Linked DNA regions of Capra hircus: region 1 is linked to region 2. The links are chromatin contacts, called in public Hi-C maps. All regions are on one chromosome and are shown on one strand. Each heading gives the region's core, a stretch centred on a gene start, on an enhancer-like site or on the middle of the called end of the contact. The rest is flanking DNA. Distances are from core to core; before and after follow the strand shown.

Region 1 (6,200 bases), core at 1,216-3,715, 250 kb before region 2:
TTGCACACGTAGAGCAATTTATGGTATCCAGTTTCATAAAAAATATTATTATTCTGACTTTTTAAGCGAGAAGCTGATATTCCGTGAGATTAAACCACATGCCTGAGGCACTCGTAAATGACAGATCTGGGGGTCTGAATCCAAATTTTCTCTCATTTCCTGAGCCAGAGTTTTCTCACAGTGTACACCACTATGGAATGTGACAGTAGGGCTGGGTAACCCTGGAGCGTGGGATGAAGGAATCCATAACGGTTAGGCAAGATGGGAAAAATGTGTCAAAGCAGAAAGAGACGCAAAAGAGCAAGGGCTGTAACTCGCTCCCACTAAGGTCACACAGGATGACTATCAGGATGTAGAGGAGCTGCAGTCCCCAAAGCCTCAATTCCACTGGGCTGAGAAAATCTCCAGCCTAATCTCAACAGAAGGGCCCTTGCCTTGCATGGGTGCTCTCAGCAACCCGGGCTGGGGCGGGCCCCTGGTCACATGTGGTTTCAATCACTGCATTTATCTGCATCACTGTCATTGTATCTGGAAGATGACTGAAGCCTCATTTCTCTCCCAGGCCTGTCTGATTGTGCAGGGGGTGCACGTCAAATCTGGAAAAGCTATCTCATCTTTGGCAGGCCAGAGATAGGGCAAGACTTCAGAAAGGTACAGCAACATCCCACCAAGGCCCCTTCACCCCTTTATTAAAAACCAATCTGAAACAACAAATGTCTAAAATTTTCCACTTGATCATTTCACCCTGCCTCATTATAACCATGCCCTTTGTCCACACCCGCTGGAGGTTTTTTTTTTTTTTTTTTTTTTTTGCAGCCTTGGGGGAAGCTGGGATGTGTCTGTCCCTAGCTCTCAGTCCCTCCCATAATAAACAATCACAAAACAGCTTGCTGCCCTAGGCAACTGTTTGTCCCTTTTGGCCAGGCCCCTGTGACTTAGGTTGGGGAAGAGGGTGGGAGGTGCTCCCAGTGAAGCAGAATTTAGGTGTAAGGCCAAGGACTTGGCTTTGACCAGAAGCGCTGTTTGGAAGCACATCTTTGCAGTCTTGGAGGATCTTTAGAGAGACTCTGGATCTTTATCTGATTTGTCCAGTGATGGGTCCCTGAGGGTAGGGGCTTATGGCTAGGGGAAGGAAGGAAGGACTAGCTGAAGGAAGGACTAGCTTGTACTAATGGTGGAAAAGGTCATCTCCTGCCTCAAGTGTCTCATCTGCAGCTGGCCATTCTACCAGCCATCTATCCCTCAGAGACAGCTCCTTAAAAACCATTCCCCCTCCCCCGCAAAAGAGAGTAACATCACTTTCGGTACTGGGAGGAGCTTAAATCAACCGGGTTATTCTCGGCTATTAGAAGAACCTTCTTTTTTCCACGGTGTGATTGGATCTCTTGGAAGCTTTCTACAGAATAGATTTCAAAGGGCTTTGGGAAGCTAGGAAAGGATGCGTGGAAAGTTACTGAGGATTTGGGATAGGTGTCTTCTCTTAGTGCACAGACAGACATGAATTGAAACGATTCCTTTCGGTTGTAGTATTTCCTTTTCATTATCGGGGATTGGGGTGGTTCCTTGGGGGTAAGAAAAAAGAGATGGGCAATGCAGGAGACGCCAGAGATAATGGGTTCGATTCCTGGGTTGCGAAGATCCCCTGGAGGAAGGCATGGCAATCTGCTGCAGTATTCTTGCCTGGAGAATCCCATATAGAGGAGCCCGGCGGGTTACAGTCCATGGGGGTGGCAAAGAGTCGGACACGACTGAAGCGACACAGCACACATTTAGGGGATAAGGGACCTGTTTAAATGCTTTGTAGGAAGGAAAATTTGGGGCCCTCAGAGGGTGGAAGGTGGGCAGAGAGAGGCATCCTTCTGATCAGCGGTCGCTTTCTATGAAGTCTTTTTTTTTTTTCCTTCTGCAGCCCAAGGGCTCGCCCCACTGCTCCACTTTTCTAGCATCCTTCTCCAGGAACCCGAACACTCCTCGCCGCCCGCTCAGGGAGGCGTTCCCGGCAAGCAGCCGAGGCGTAGGAATTCTCGAGGACGACCGGGGCAGCCGGAGCAGCGGGCCGGGGAAGCGCCCGCCCGTCCCGGGTTCCCCAGCCTCCGTGCGCCCGCAGGCGCCTCTGGGAGGCGCTGGTTTCCCGGCGCGGCGGCTGCAGGTGGTGAGGCCCAGGCCGGGGTCCGGATCCCGGCGCGCCGAAGGACCGCGGACTCTCTCGGGGCAGCCCCGCGCTCCGCCCGCGGGGGCCCGGCCGAGGCGCCCTGGGGTCCCCGCGCCGCCCGCACCCCCAGCGCCGCGCCGGCGCCTCTGCCGGTGGCCGGGGGTTATGAATGGGCGCAGCGGAAGCACCGCCCCCCCCGGACGTGACGCTCGGCCAATGGCAGCGCGGGCTGCGTGGATGGATGAGGTCAGCGCTGTCGTGTCGGGAATGGAATGTGTAAGTGTAACATTCAGAACCGGGTAACATTCGGCGACCGAACGCGGCGGTCGGCAGCGATCGCGCGGGGGCCTTGGAAGCGCCGCTCCGGGCCGGCACTGCCCGCGGGGAGGACGCGCCGCCGCCGTCACCCAGCGCCGCCGCCGCCGCCTCCAGCCTTCTCCAGCCGGGCCGTCGCGCGTCCCGGGGGCCGGCCCGGCGAGCGCAGGAGTAAACACTGCCGGAGTCTTGGAGCTGCTGCAGAAGGGAATAAAGAGAGATGCAGGGATTTGTGAGGTTACGGCGCCCCAGCTGCAAGATGCACTAGCCGGCTGAACCCGGGGATCGGCTGACTTGTTGGAACTGGAGTGTTCTGCACGGGAGCCTGGATGAGTTGAAGTTGCTTTCCAGGGGCTCGTTTTCCACGCTGCCGAGAGGAATCCGAGAGGCAAGGAAATCACTTCGTCTTGCCATTGATTGGGCATTGGGAGCTTTTTTTCCTCCCCCCCTCTCTTTCTTTTCCTCGGTCTTGTTGCATGCAAGAGAATTACAGTCCGCTGCTCGCCCGCCCTGGTGCGAGATATTCCGCCCCGCTCTCTCCCGTCCATTGTGCAACCCAAAGATGAAAGACCGAAGGGGAGAAAGTTAAAGAAATCGCCCACATGCGCTGGATCAGTCCACGGCTTGGGGAAAGGCATCCAGAGAAGGTGGGAGCGGAGAGTTTGAAGTCTTTACGGGCGGGAAGATGGCGGACTGGAGCTGAAAGTGTTGATTGGGAAACTTGGGTGATTCTTGTGTTTATTTACAATCCTCTTGACCCAGGCAGGACACATGCAGGCCAAAAAACGCTATTTCATCCTGCTCTCAGCTGGCTCTTGTCTCGCCCTTTTGTTTTATTTCGGAGGCTTGCAGTTTAGGGCATCGAGAAGCCACAGCCGGAGAGAAGAGCACAGCGGTCGGAATGGCTTGCACCACCCGAGTCCGGATCATTTCTGGCCCCGCTTCCCGGACGCTCTGCGCCCCTTCGTTCCCTGGGATCAATTGGAAAACGAGGATTCCAGCGTGCACGTTTCGCCCCGGCAGAAGCGAGAGGCCAACTCGAGCATCTACAAAGGCAAGAAGTGCCGCATGGAGTCCTGCTTCGATTTCACCCTTTGCAAGAAAAACGGCTTCAAAGTCTACGTCTACCCACAGCAAAAAGGGGAGAAAATCGCTGAAAGTTACCAAAACATTCTAGCGGCCATCGAGGGCTCCAGGTTCTATACCTCGGACCCCAGCCAGGCGTGCCTCTTTGTCCTGAGTCTGGACACTTTAGACCGAGACCAGTTGTCACCTCAGTATGTGCACAATTTGAGATCCAAAGTGCAGAGTCTCCACTTGTGGAACAACGGTAGGAATCATTTAATTTTTAATTTATATTCCGGCACTTGGCCTGACTACACCGAGGACGTGGGGTTTGACATCGGCCAGGCGATGCTGGCTAAGGCCAGCATCAGTACTGAAAACTTCCGACCCAACTTTGATGTTTCTATTCCCCTCTTTTCTAAGGATCATCCCAGGACAGGAGGGGAGAGGGGGTTTTTGAAGTTTAACACTATCCCTCCTCTCAGGAAGTACATGCTGGTCTTCAAGGGGAAGAGGTACCTGACAGGGATAGGGTCAGACACCAGGAATGCCTTATATCACGTCCATAACGGGGAGGACGTAGTGCTGCTCACCACCTGCAAGCATGGCAAAGACTGGCAGAAGCACAAGGATTCTCGCTGTGACCGGGACAACACCGAGTATGAGAAGTAAGTGACGGGCCTCGGCGGGTTAGCCCCGGGCCCTGCCCACCTGGGTCCAGGTGTGAGCTTGGGGAATGGGGGTGGGACAGGGGAGCCCCTCCGGTCCTCTTCCTCTTGCTCCAAGCCTGGGACCGAGCAGCCTGGTTCTCTGGTGTGTGGCTTGGAGCTGAAGACCCAGAGTTGGAGCTCCTCGGGCAAACAGAAAAGCCTGGAGCACTTTCTTGGGCCAAGTAGGTGACAGTGACTCCCTCTTGCTTGGAAAACCTTCAGGGTGATGTGTCTTCTATGAAGGGTGTGGGTTTGATCCAAGTTTGGAACCTGCGCTTCAACGGCGGAGCCAGGAGAGGGTTTGTGAGAGGTTATAGGGACCCCAGAGGCTCTGAATCCACCCAATCTAGGGACCTTCCACCCAAGGTTGATGCTTTATTTGCTGTTCTCAGGAGGAGGGAGGGGAAGCTGCTTTCCCTGGGATTCTCCCACCCTCCAATTGTCATCTTTCCGTAAACCCTAAATGTGTGTTAGTAGTGAAAGTGCTCTAATTTTAGCTCCTAAACTTTCTGTGCCTGTCTCTTCCCTACTCCCAGATGGCATTGACTTTTATGAAGGGAGACTGTAAGCTGGTTAGGGCCTGTGATCTTGCATGCACGCATGCATGCATGCTTGCACTCATTCATGTGTGCTTGTTGGTATGTATATATCCTGCCTCCCTCCCTGGGAGAAAGCTGTTTGTAAATCTGGGCCTCAGCTCTACTGCTGTAAACTCCAGTTGCTAATTTAGATTTCCTCTTCCCTTTTGTCTTTATCAATTTGCATGTAAATCGGAGACTGTTACTCTCTGAATGGGTGGTGAGATGCCTCCTCACCCTCTGGAGTGAAGCAAGTTTTGTCCAGTTGCTAAGTAACTGAGCTGGAGACTTTGTAGCCTTTCTCACTCTTGCTTTTCCTTCACAGTGATGGTAACTGAGACACTGGACTTGGAGGGGGGGGGGTCAAAACTAGTTTCCACCAATGGGCTTTAACTTGAGCTTGGAGGGTCCGTTTCCTGGTCGATGGGGTGGGAGCTCCAGTTACTCAACTTCTGTCTGGCTTTGAAAGAGTTAGTGAGCTCCTACGGTGCATTTCCACGTTACGCCAGTTAAAAACCAGAGCAGCCTTGTGCTACCCAAGGAAGCAAGGGGAACCTCTCCGCTAGTACAAGAGGAACTGGCAGAGGTTGGCGGATTTTGCAGTTGATTCATGAATTGCAGAATAGGGGGAATGCTTCGCAGAACTGATTGGAACAGGAACGGAGGGGCATGGTGGGGAAAGGGCCCTGAAATGAAAGGTTTGATTGTTGTCTGTGGATTTCCTCAGACACTCAGGCCTCTTGTCGGAGGGATTGGAAGGGAAGTTCAAGTCCTCCTGTACTTGATGTAGACAGTAAAGGAGAAGGGATCAAACACTGGGATTCCCCAACCCGCAGCACCTCTTGCCTTCAAGCATAAGCAAAGCCCGAGGCTGTAGGGTCAATTATGAATCTAAATTGTCCCCTGCTTCAGGGGCAGTTACCTGTGAATGTTGGGTGCAGTTGCCCTGACTTCAATTTTTCTCACAAAAGAAACAAACTGTGGTTTGTAATGAACGCTTTGTTTACACGACATTTATATTGACCTATTCCTGTGGGTGCTTGTAAGAAAAAAATGCTCATAGCCTTTGAAGAATTTCTTTGTCTGGTTTATGGTGGAGTAACTCGAGATGAAGTCTTAACCTTTCAGTCTAAAGCAGTCTCACTGATTTCGTAGAAAGATCATGATGGCCTTCATTCTTCTAAAGGAGCTGGACCTGAGATCTTACCTTAAGAAATTGGAATTGTACATTTATTTGGGAAACACCCTCCATCCGATACAACAATCATATCTGCTTTACCCTCCTAGGCCTCAAATGAATATTAAATATCTACATTCTGTGCTGAAGCATTTTTCTAGAGATTTTGGCAATGAGGGAAGGAGGGGTTCGTTTTCTAGAAA
Region 2 (6,428 bases), core at 2,177-4,676:
CGCCTGCTGCTTTGTGCGATGGTGAAGTGGGTTTGTGTCTCTTCTAGTACTTGCAATGGGAAGAGGCAGGCCACTCTGGAGCAACTTGCATGACAGGAGGATAAAAAGGTCCAGTTAAAGATGGATTACAGATCAGTCATGTGTCCATAGCGATGAATTCACTATTGGCAGAACTACTCTTTGGGAGCTTGTGGACTGTTGGGCAAGGTGCTATAAAATTTGGAAACAAATGGTGTCATCAGGACAGAAATATCAACATCAGGCATCTTCTTCCTTTCTCTATTTGATGTCCACTTGTTACAATGATTGTCAGCTCTCAGAGGACACCTTTGTGTCACCTATATCTCAAAGAGTCCCCAGCAAAGAACAGACTGACAGCAAATGTTGAATCTGAGAAGATGCACTGATGAAGCAAATAAAAGAGCCACACCTGGAGAATCGGAGGGAAGATCGGGGATCCAAGGTGAGCTTTTTTGGGTGAGGGAGGAGGCAGGAAGGCATGCCACATAGTTTTTGGGATCTTAGTTCTCCAACCAGGGATCAAACCCAGGCCCTTGGCAGTGAAACCTCCAAGTCTTAACCACTGGACTGCCCAGGAATTCTCCAAGATGGATGTTTAATGACTGTGCATCTCATTTTACCCTGAGATTTGAGGGATATGTTGTATTGTCACAACAAATTTCTTCCCTTTTAGTTTTGCTTACATGTTTAGAAAAGTGAACCATCACAGAAATAACTGATGAATAGTGGATCCTCTTTAAACCAAGTTTTTCTTCATTTTCTAAACCTGATTTTTTTTTTTTTAACCAAGAGACAAAGCCTTAAAAAAGAAGTATGATGTTCTCTTTTGAAATCAGTACTGTTTCCAGCTTGGGGGCCATTGCTTCTTGTAATAGGGGTGACAGTGTGGCCTCATATGATTTCCTTGTGTTATATTCCATGGTAAATTGGTTTTTCCCCTAAATCTTAAAAAATTAGTTCATAGTCTAAAGGATTATTATATTTGATTTGATTTTTTTTTCAGAACGATGTTATTAAAAGTACTATTCACCTATCACAACCATATTTCAAGGAGAAAATATATTTAGTGTGAGGGAAAATGAATCTTTATGACAAAGTAATTTAAACTCTACCTTCCTTTTGCAAATGGAATCCATTAAAATACAGTTTAATCAAATAGGATTATTTTAAAATCAGAAACCTATATACCGGTATTTATATTCAACATTGAAATAGAGATACCATAAAATGAAATGTTATTTTAAAAATGGACTTTGTTCTTGCTACGCTGTTTTTCAGTAACAGCCCATATTTCCAGGGAGGGCTGGGAAGAAATTTACTAGGTTTGTTTGATTTTAATTTCCAGGCACTGTTTTTGAGGGGGAGGTAGATGTTTTGGAGGATTCCGATCATTTTCGGTAATTGACTTCGTCATACACTTGAGACCCTCTGCTCCAGAACCTGAATGGTCCTTTAACCAACCCTGACTCAAGAGATGAGCCTACAGCTCATCCTTCCAGTCCTCTGGATCGCAGAGACAAACTGCTGTTATGGGCAAGAGCCAGCTCTTCACCGGTTGGCATTTCTGTACAGATACTACAGATTGGCAGGTTGCCTTCCTTTCCTAAAGTTCTTCCCCATTGGATGTGGAAGCAGGCTCAGACAGGTTAATCAGGGTTCATGGAGCTGATGGGAGGATCTGGGCCTGGAGAGGTGCCTTCCCCACTGGAGGGGATCAGACGCTAGGTGGGGGCCTGCAGATGCCGACAGGAAGTCCAGCCAGCCAGGCAGCACACACACAGGGTTGTGCACAGTGAGGTTTCTGGCAGGCGCTTGTCACTCAGGACGTCCCGAGGGCCCCAGGACAGCTGAGTGGAGGAAGCCTGGGAGCTAACCTGTCCACAGAGCTTTAGTGCAGTCTGACACTGGTATCAGGCCATGCTTCTTGGGCTAGGATTTTGGCAGGACTAGAATTTGCCCTGAAAACATGTTTTTATTGTAACACATCAGCTGGTAGTGAGAACACTTGAAAGGGACTATATGGTTTCTTCCTGCCTAGATTGCATAGATGGTCAACACTGATTTACAAGCACCTGACCTGAGGAAGCAGCCATATTGGCTTAAATGGCTCCCGAAGTGAAAGTGAAAATATTAGTTGCTCAGTCACGTCGGATTATTTGTGACCCTTGGACTGTAGCCCACCAGGTTCCTCTGTCCATAGAAATCTCTTGGCAAGAATACTGGAGTGGGTTGCCATCCCCATCTTCAGGGGATCGTCCTGACCCAGGGACTGAAGCCAAGTCTCCTCATTGCAGGCAGATTTGTTACCGTCTGAGCCACCAGGGAAGTCCCAGGCCTTATCTTAAAAAAAAAAAAAAAAAAACCGAAAACGTGGCCTGGGGAATGTACTGATGGCTTACACTTGCATCACATGCTGCCCCTAAGCCTGGGAGTAGGGGTCACTCCCATCCCCGCCAAGGGGACTGGGGAGCCCCCGAGAGAAGTGGATGTTGAGAAGGATGTGGCCGCCACGTCGTGTGGGAACGCAGAGGAATGTCACGTGTGTTTGGGTTGAGATCCACCTTGGGCTGTCTTCCATGAAGCTGTTGGCCCTAGCCTAGGGCCCCATTTGTCTGGAGAAGAGTGTGGGCAGACATGCTGTTGGCTAATGGTGGTCCTTAGAGCCAACTTTCTGGGCCTGGAAGATCAAGTTTGGACTTGGTGTCTGAAACAAGGGGAAAGTCCAACTATAAGAAGCTGAGACAAATAATCAAAAGAGCTAATGACTTTGGTCATGGACTGAATCCCTGAATCTTGAACCCAAGCTTCTCAGGGCTTCTCTGTCAGAGGTGGATGGTTCTAGAACCTCTGGTGGAATTAACTTGCCAAGTGGGTGGTCATGTGTTTCACCATGGGGCTTTGAAAACTGTGAGTGGAGGACCGGCACATTTAAATGGTAGAGCATACGAATCAGTTATTACGGGGTTGGTTGGTTAATACGTATGTTCATGTTTAGAAGAATGTACAGCCTCCCAATTAGCAGGGAGGCTTTAAAAAAAATAAGAGCTAAGAAGGGGAAATAAAAAGATGTGTTTAGGAGAAGTGGGTAGGCTTGAAGAAATGAATCTCTTAGATTGTTAAAGGTATAAGTCCAAGTCTCCAATCCAGCCAAGGTGTTAGTGACTGAAAATCATTATCATATGACCATTTGCTGTTTGGTGGAGTGTTTGGAATGAGCTAGTTAATCCCATTCCAATTCATAATGGGCAGGTAGCCAATTCATACAAAACACCTTGACAATCCATACTAATTGGTTTGTCTCCATGGAGCTGCCAAATTGAATTGCCCGTGGAGATGGGCATTTCCCTCAACCCACCTTCTGTTGCAACTCTCCTCCTCCTCCTCTCCCCTGCCACCACCACCCACTGCACACACACACACACACACACACGCACGCACACACACAGAGTCCTGGAATAATTTTGCATTGAAATAACATCATTTTTTCCACTCATCTTTCTGGGCTATAAATTTCCCCAAGCTTTCTTTTTTAAAAGAAGGAGTCGATTCGAGGTAAGGAAAGAAAACCAAATGCCCTCGGGACCTTTTCAGGGTCATTTGTATTTTCAGACTTGCAGAGGGTAGTAAGAAAAAAAAGAAAAATATCTGAACAAAGCAAAAATGCACTTCATGTTTTGGAAGGCCAGGGAGGCAAATTCCCAGACAAAGATTCATGCAGCCTAGAAATAGTTTCAGAAAGATCTACCAACCCACAAAAACTTCTAGCAGCCCACAGAATCATTTCCAAGAATGGCTAATCATGTACTATTGAGAAATACCCCCAAAAAGGATAAAAAATGTAGGTTTGTAACTTTGATCGATAGCTGGTTTTTGAATAAATAATTACCCTTTACACCTGAACGTTGGCTTTCCCAAGCAAGTGCTGAACCATTTCTGGGCTCAGTTGATCCTCTGGACATTTTCTAAGGGGCGGTAAGATTGACAGCATTCCCTCCGTTTGGTGAGTGTTCTGTTCTGCCGACTAGCTGGGCGAGCAGTGGTACTTGGGAGCAGTTAATTTTGAGCTCTGGAGCTGGACTGAGTCCTGTGATCTTCACCAGCTGTGTGACCGTGAATAATCATTTAACCTCTCTGAGCTCCAGTGTTTTAATCAGCCATCTTTGTCCTAGGGGCTCTGCTTAAATGAAAATCATAGTTTATAATTCAATAACATGTTGTCAGTTTTTCAGTTTTAAAGGACTTTTGGTGTATTTAGGTTTTACCTAAGGAAGGGAAACTTCCATGTAATAAAATGCTATAACACCCCCTTCCTTTATTAATGTGATATGGCCCACCCCCTTCTGCCTCCATCAGAGGGTAAATTAAAGCAATATAACTCAGTGTAAACATTTGTCAACCCAGATGCATTTCTAGGCATCCGGTGTGTACAGACACCTGGTTATTTACACGATTTATACTATTAGTGCAGTCATCTTGAGATAGGATGAATTTCGAATCCCTGCTCCTCGTAAGCCTTGCTGAGAGTTTTGACAGTCAGAAATAAATAATCTTACCTTTAATTATCTCTGTCTGTAGAATGTGGTAGATAGGGAACAATGAGTATGAAATGCTCTTTTCTCTTAAGGTCCAAGAGAGATGAAAGAAATAGAGAAAGTTTTCATAAAGAAAAGACAAAAGGAAGTCATTTCTGGCTAAGCCCACTAGACAGTTTTCTTACTCCCTAACGACAAAGCTTACATACCCCTGAAAGGCAAATGATCTGATAGGCTCCTCTTTACCATTGCTTGAGGATAGAGGGAGGTTTGATCTGAGCCTCCATGAAAAGCTGCATAAACAGAAAGTGAAATTTACAAGGGATCCCAACAGAATCCGCAAAGGTTGGCATGGGGTGGGCCAGCATATGGAAGGCTGTCATCCTGACTCACAGACGTTCATTTGGGCTTCCATCACAATAATTCCTCTTTTATGCAGATGAGTAAAATGACTGCCAGAGGCAGGAAAACTAGGAAAGAAACTTCAGCTCAGCTTCTACTCTTTTGAAAAGTCTTTGTCTTTCTGGAGAAGTGAGAGGGAAGTAGGGAATCTCTCCAGACTGCCTTAAAGAAAACCTGCAAGCCTTGGCAATCCAGTGCTGTCCTCTGGGTTTTCTTATTATCCACGTGCATCAGTCGCTAGATAAAGTCAAGGATACTTTTAATTGGGGAGAGAAAGAAAAACGTGTAAACCTGTTCCTTGGACTGAGAAAGAATGGAGTTTTAAAGAAGTTTCCCTGATTTTTATGTTTTTGTTGTAGGTTTGAAATATATTCTTAAGGATTTTTTTTCTAATGTTGATAGAACACTCTTTTCAGCATTACTTCTCTCCCTTTTGAGAGGACAGATAGGTATGGAATCACCTTGCTATGATGTCAGTGTAGTAAAATTCTCTACAACCAGTTGCTTGTGGAAGACGTTGGAATAAATTGTTGCAGGTGCAGGCTGACTGGCAGCAGAAACTTTTTCCACCACATGTATGACTACTTCATCTTTTGGAAAACTGTATCCAGGTAGTAAAGGCTGGCAGTGATTTATGCTGACTCGGGCTATGGCTCCTTCTATGCATACGTGAAATGCCACCAGTTCTAGGGGGCTTCTTAAAGAACTCCACTGGGTCCACTTCGCTCATCCTTCTTCCCCAGCCTCCGTTAGTGACATGTCTGGGTTGTGATTTGAGGGTCTGCAGGAGGAAGGAGCCAGGATCTGGAGCCATCTGGAGCCTGGGCGAATAAGCACCGGGTGAACATCTGTTTGAAACTTTGTGGAAATATCTAGTACCGCTGATTTACAGCCCTTTGGGGAGTCTGTGTACAGAACCCAGACTCGAGAGGAAGCTGGCATCTGGCAGGAGTCGGGGAACACAATTGTGCTTGATTATCAGGATATGATAAGTCTGTCTGGCCTTATATCCATTGCCAAATTGTAGATTTCTTTTTTGGGGACCACATTGGTCCTCCCTGCCATCAAAACCAAAAAAAAAGAAAAAAAACAGTACAAGGGGGGGAAGAAAAGCCCAATCTTATTACGGAAGTGAAAGTCGCTCAGTCGTGGGTGAGTCTTTGTGACCGCATGGACTATACAGTCCATGGAATTCTCCAGGCCAGAATACTGAGTGGGTAGCTTTTCCATTCTCCAGGGGATCTTCCCAACCCAGGGATCAAACCCAGGTCTCCCACATAGCAGGTGGATTCTTTACCAGCTCAGCCACCATGGAAGCCCAAGAATACTGGAATGGGTAGCTTATCTTTTCTCCAGGCAGATCTTCCCAACCCAGGAATCAAACCGGAGTCTCCTGCTTTGCAGGCGGATTCTTTACCAACTGAGCTCTCTCATGCTAAGTTGCTTCCATCATGTCCGATTCTTTGCGGCCCT

What was found. A called contact is a pair of places that touch in the nucleus more often than the background predicts.
Region 1: a contact with region 2 is called in a Hi-C map of blood, with 2.6 times the contacts expected there. The contact joins the promoter of EXT1 here to the enhancer-like site in region 2. A contact is called at or near these places in 2 of 5 Hi-C or Micro-C datasets (blood and liver).

Annotation. Positions count from the first base shown.
Region 1 is chr14:35,916,887-35,923,086 of ARS1.2, reverse strand. It overlaps EXT1 (exostosin-1), which reads left to right and starts at 2,465. Exons shown (of 11, transcript XM_005689136.3): 1 at 2,465-4,200. The coding sequence starts at 3,239.
Region 2 is chr14:35,668,574-35,675,001 of ARS1.2, reverse strand. All of the region lies in intron 1 of EXT1 (exostosin-1), which reads left to right. Among named protein-coding and RNA genes, the nearest start is that of EXT1, 250 kb to the left of the region's middle. Within about 2 kb of position 3,426, at least 1 of the 5 cell types and tissues checked has an H3K27ac peak or open chromatin away from gene starts, as enhancers often do.